2 separate regions of the Rattus norvegicus genome follow, and region 1 is linked to region 2. A link is a contact called in public Hi-C data. All regions are on one chromosome and are shown on one strand. Each heading gives the region's core, a stretch centred on a gene start, on an enhancer-like site or on the middle of the called end of the contact. The rest is flanking DNA. Distances are from core to core; before and after follow the strand shown. Region 1 has its middle 30 kb from the start of Mir3556a. Region 2 holds the start of Klhdc10 (kelch domain containing 10).

Region 1 (2,700 bases), core at 132-2,631, 600 kb after region 2:
TCAGGCAGAAAATGCTTCAAAAAATTAGGTAAAATTTAAAATTAAAAAAAATTAGTTTGTGATATTTGTCAGCCTCTTTAAAAAATAATTTGATACTATTTATAATTTTAAATAATATTCATGTCTAATTTACATTTGTGAAGTTAGGTCCCATTGACCACAATAAGCCTTTAAAATCATACCCAAGCTTTAGAAGACCTGGGTATGTATACCCTTAGCTATGTGTGGCTTCTCTGACAACCAGAGCAGAAGAGTTTTAATAATATTTGTGATTGAATTTAAGGTTTAATTCCACAAATTACTTTAAAATAGGACTTTTTCCAAATGTGTGTGTGTGTGTGTGTGTGTGTGTGTGTGTGTGTGTGTGTGCATGTGTGTATGAGAGAGAGAGGGTGAGGGAGAGGGAGAAGAAGGGGAGAGAGGGGGGAGGAGGGAGGGATGGGAAGAAGGGAGGAGGGATGATGGGGCATGTCTGTGCCACAGTGGCTGGTAGAGGCAGGACAATCTCAACTGTTCAGAGCTTCAGAAGCCAGGCTCGCTGGCTGGAGTGTCCCAGGATTCTCCTGCCTCCAGCCCCCATCTTAAAGGAGGCACACCAGGGACAGATGTGCTACTGCACCAGCATTTCATGGGCTTTTGGAACCCAAGCTCGGGTCCTCACATTTGTGCACCAAGTCCTTTTCACACACAGAGCCATCTGTTCTGCCCTAAAAATTCCGATTTGATGAGGTATAGCTTATGCAGAGAAATATGTAGACGTGAGTACACATTGAGAACTTTTGCCAAGTGTGTGTGTGTGTGTGTGTGTGTGTGTGTGTGTGTGTGTGTGTGTGTGTGTGTGGCTATGAAGCAGCTCTTGAATCAACATAGAAAACATTTCCACCGTCTTCCAGAATTTCTTTGTGCTGCTTCCCAGTAAACTCTCCCCACACAGAGTAACTCATCACCAGAGATTGGCTTACCTATTGGTGAACCTCGTGGGGAAGGACTTACAGGGTGAGCCCCCTTTGTGACTGGTTTCTTCACTCAGCTTATACGTGGCAGTAATTTCACAGGCCAGGTTGGCTATGCTAAGGCCAAAGCCCCTGCAAACAAGATCTCTGGGCCTACGAGGCTCTCTCTGCAGGAGATTAGCATCAACCTGGTAGACTGCCTGTGATCTGTAGGTGGGATCTGTCCTCACTGCTGTAGATGGATGTCATCCTAGGAGCGAGGCTTACATCGCACAAAAATGCAGAGGTAGGGCACCTCTTTTCCTCAGCTAGGACAGCCCCTGCTTCCTATCCCTGGGTCTGCCATCTCCAGGGCTTAGAGAACCAACACTCCCCACCCCCACCCTGCTTTCCAAGCCTTAGGAATCAGGCTGAGTTAGAGGCAGCAGCTTTCCTATGTCCCCATCTTGTGGCCACCAGATGTCAGGACTTCTCAGTCGCCATAATGCTCAGAGTCACAACAGACTCTGGCTTTCTCTTCCTCTCTCTACCCACGTCAGCTACATTACATCGACCCACCTCTCCATCTCTCCTCTGTCTCCTGCCAGCCACCTATCTATTATCTATCCAATCTATCCATATGTATACAACATCTCTTCCCACCTTTCTGGATGACTGACTAATGCGTCTTCTGGAGACTTCTCTGCACTGTCGTACACACCAGGAATCCGTTCCTTTTCACTGGTGAGTATTATATCACTGTTTCCTCATTTGTCCGATGAACATTTGGGTTATTTTTACCTTGTTTATTATGAATAAATATGCCATAAACATGTGGCTAAGTCATTTGGGGAAGATGGAATTCCATTTCTCTTGGGGACGTGCTGTAGAATTGCTCCACCCCATGGTAGGTGATGATTGACACATTTTTTGAAAGTTGGTCTCAGTTTTAACTTTGAATCAGTAGTTAATGCATGCACTTGTCTAATGTGCTTATGTGCATCCTAAGCACATGCGAAGCGGCATGCTCATGATTCCCTCACTAACAATGATGTTGATCTCTTCTCAGGTACTTACTTGACCAACCGTTCCCTTATCCTATTTTATGAAGTGTTTTCCCAAATAGCTTGCACATTCTAATTCGGGTAATCGTTTATTAATGTTGCATACACTCTGTAAATTCAATTCTGAAGGTAATTCTTTAATTAGTCAGATCCATCTATTGATTATCTATCTATCTATCTATCTATCTATCTATCTATCTATCTATCTATCTATCTATCTACCAGCTATCAAACATACATTTTTACACAATCTATAGTCTGTCCTCCATGGCTTCCTTTTTAAATTTTGGAATAGTCTAGAGCTATACAATTCCACCAATGGGGGTTTCTGTAATATTCCACCTTCTCTTGGTTTCCTCTGTGAGTTAATACTTCAAGTTTTCCTCACACGTGGAGGTTTTCCACTTATCTTACCATTGACGTCTAACTTCATTTGGCTGTGGCCAGGCAGCATGGCTACCCCAGCAAGTCAGTCAGCATCCTGTGATCTACCATCATAGTCAACATCTGTGTGTGTGGTGAGAACATTTAAGATCTTCTCTCAGCAAGTTTCTGATGTGCAGCCGAGTAGTCACTACAGCAGCCATGCTGTTGGCTGGCTCTCCGGAACTTTCTTCCTGTCTTTTAACCAACAGCCCACGTCTCCACCATCTTTGCAGCTCCTAGCAATCACCACCCTACACTCTGCTTCTCTGCTTCCATCG
Region 2 (2,700 bases), core at 28-2,527:
ACATTTCAATAAACTGTATTATAATGCATAGAGGATAAAATACTAATTTTCCTACAGAAACTGGGTGTGGGGACAAAACCAAAATCTCCTGGCGACAAGAAATTTGCTGAGGTCAAAGGGTATTTCTGGTCTCAGCATTCTCTCCTTCTCCACCCCAATCCTTAAAAAAAAAAAAAAAAAAAAAAAAAAAATCCAACGTGTGAGGTTCTCATGTGTGAAACATCAAGAGGGTCAGCTAATCTTGAAAGGTTTTGTCCCCCTTGAGAAAATTATGTTTTTTCCTTATTTGGAAACAGCAATGTGTATCTGCATTTTCCCACTGTGCACTGCGCCTCCCCGAGTCCTAAGCCAAATTTTCTGTTTAATTTTGAAACGATAGGAAGTTCTGATCTTTACATTTTAAAATCACATCGTCCGTTTCATTTTCTGTCGTTGTGTATATTGTAAAACAATTGAGGTTTTTTTTTGTTTTGTTTTTGTGAGTAGAAACATTTACATGATCGTTGGTCATTTATGAGAGTATCTTTTTCTTTCTTTCTTTCTTTTTTTTTTTACAGAAGCTGTGTGATATTTAAAGATCTTCATTGATGTATGTGAAGCCTGAAAGGTTTCTTACTGGAATTTTCATTTGTGTTTCTATGATTACTCTAAGATCGAACAGTTTTCGGTATTTGCTAATCAGGTTTGCTCTTGACGTGGCTTACGACGGCGAAGAGTCCCGGCAGTGCCACTATGAAACAAAACAAATGATGAAAGCCGGGAGTTTTTTTAGATTTCATCTGACTCCGCCCCTCCGCCCCCACCTCCCGTGAGCCCTTTGTGTGTGGCAACAGTCCGCAGACCGGGTCTCAGTCGGCATAGCTGCAGACAGATGTACCTACACCAAGTACATGCATTGTGTACATATGATACTTCTAAATACAATGCTTATGGGCAGAGTTCCGGAGTACCGACCATGCCGGGGCAGCGGCCCTGCTTGGGAGTCTCCTCAGGCGTAGCCTCCTCACTCGGCTTTCGACTGTCTGGTCTGAGCACCCAGCCTCCCAGCTAAGCGGGCTAGCTCCTGAGAATTGGTGCGCTCAGTGAGCGGCTGTTTATGCCTTTCTCCCCCCCACCTCTTTTAGCTATAGCTATGGTTACCACGTCTCTCCCCGCCTCCCTCCACCTGCCAAGAAAACGACTGCCCATTGGTTCTATGTCACCAAGGCGGCCAGCCATTGGTTGCTGGTGAGCTCGGCGCTCCCCCGGCCCCTGTCTCCCGGGTCTCTTGAGGAGCCCGGGAAGGAGGCTCGGCTCGCGCTATCGGGGCAGGGGCTTGCCGGGACCGGGCTGCGGCAATCGTTAGCGGGCCATGTCGGCTGCCCAGGGCTGGGACCGGAACCGCCGGCGGGGAGGAGGCGCAGCCGGCGGGGCCAGCGGGGTTAGCGGGGCCGGCGCGGCCGGCGGGGGTCGGGGCACCGGACAGCTCAACCGATTCGTGCAGCTCTCCGGACGTCCGCACCTGCCAGGTGAGTGGTGGGGCCGCTGCCGGCGAGAAGGTGGCGGCCGCCGGGCTCTGCTGCCCCTCGGACACACAGCCGAGGACAGGGAAGCAGAGCACCAGGAAGGTGGCGTTGAGGTCAGGAGGGGAACCGGAGCACGCCTGAAGAAAAGTCTCACTATGTCGACAGCTCGGTGATGAGAGTTGTATTTTCCTCCCGAAGGAGAGGTCGCTGTCTCTTTGACATTCCCAAATGTTTCACTTCCCCGGTTCCTAATCTTTTCCCCTTCCGCAGATTGATGTTGTGAAAGAAAGACATTGGTGTTTTGGTGTGTAAAATTATTTCAAAAGGAGTGCCAAATTAAGGAGAGGAAACAAGAGCAATATAGGAGTGATTTTGTTTGAAAGAAAAAAAAAAAGCCAACCAACTGTAAGAGTTGGTTGGGTGTTTTGAAATGGAATGAGCATGTGAAAGTGTGTGTGTGTGTGTGTGTGTGTGTGTGTGTGTGTGTGTGTGTGTGTGTTGGCTAGGGAGTATATGGGAAAGAAAACCAAGAAGATTAAGGGAAACGGTTGAATCAGTAATATTTGGGGATGTACAGAGACAGAATGGATAATAGTGTCTAGATTTTAAAAGGGGGAAATGAAGATTATGAATATAAAGAAATGAAATGATGTTATCCCGGTATCAAAACTGAAAATTGGGAAAATATACCTATTGCTATATTTCATGTTTTGGTCTTTGAGTTCACATGCCTTAAAAAAATAAAAAGCCCAAAGTCAAATCTATATGTGTGTAAACAGTTGTGAAAAGCATACACATTTTCAGTCTGTTAAAAGGATGGTAATCCTGCACAGAATGTCAATCATATTGGGCAATCGTGTTTTTCTTTTCTTTTCTTTTTTTTTTTTACCGTGAAGAGAATTGTCAGGAATGATGTATTAGACCTTCGCCATGTTTTTTTTTGTATGTGTGACTAATGTTAAGTTGATTGTATCAGTGATATATTTGTCTAGATAGTTTTGAGAACCTAATTTTTTCTGAATTGTGTTTACTATTGTGACATGTTCTCCTAGGTAGTAAAAAAGTCAGTTGATTAATTTGAAGATAACAAAGGGGATTTTATTTATTCAAAAAGACAATTTCTGATATCTGTGTTATGGTTTTTTATGTGTACCAGAAATGTTCATTAACCCGTTTGTGCATGCCATTAAAAAAT

Evidence for each region. Hi-C and Micro-C count contacts between places; a contact is called where the count stands out from the background.
Region 1: a contact with region 2 is called in a Hi-C map of Schwann cells, with 9 times the contacts expected there. The contact joins the enhancer-like site here to the promoter of Klhdc10 in region 2. A contact is called at or near these places in 4 of 12 Hi-C or Micro-C datasets (the A7r5 cell line, the Rat2 cell line, Schwann cells and 1 more).

What each region holds. Positions count from the first base shown.
Region 1 is chr4:60,586,295-60,588,994 of GRCr8, forward strand. No RefSeq gene overlaps it. Among named protein-coding and RNA genes, the nearest start is that of Mir3556a, 30 kb to the right of the region's middle. Within about 2 kb of position 1,382, at least 7 of the 93 cell types and tissues checked have an H3K27ac peak or open chromatin away from gene starts, as enhancers often do. A contact at or near this core is called in the A7r5 cell line and Schwann cells, where this site is marked.
Region 2 is chr4:59,987,494-59,990,193 of GRCr8, forward strand. Klhdc10 (kelch domain containing 10) reads left to right here and starts at 1,278. Exons shown (of 9, transcript NM_001017456.1): 1 at 1,278-1,508. The coding sequence starts at 1,352.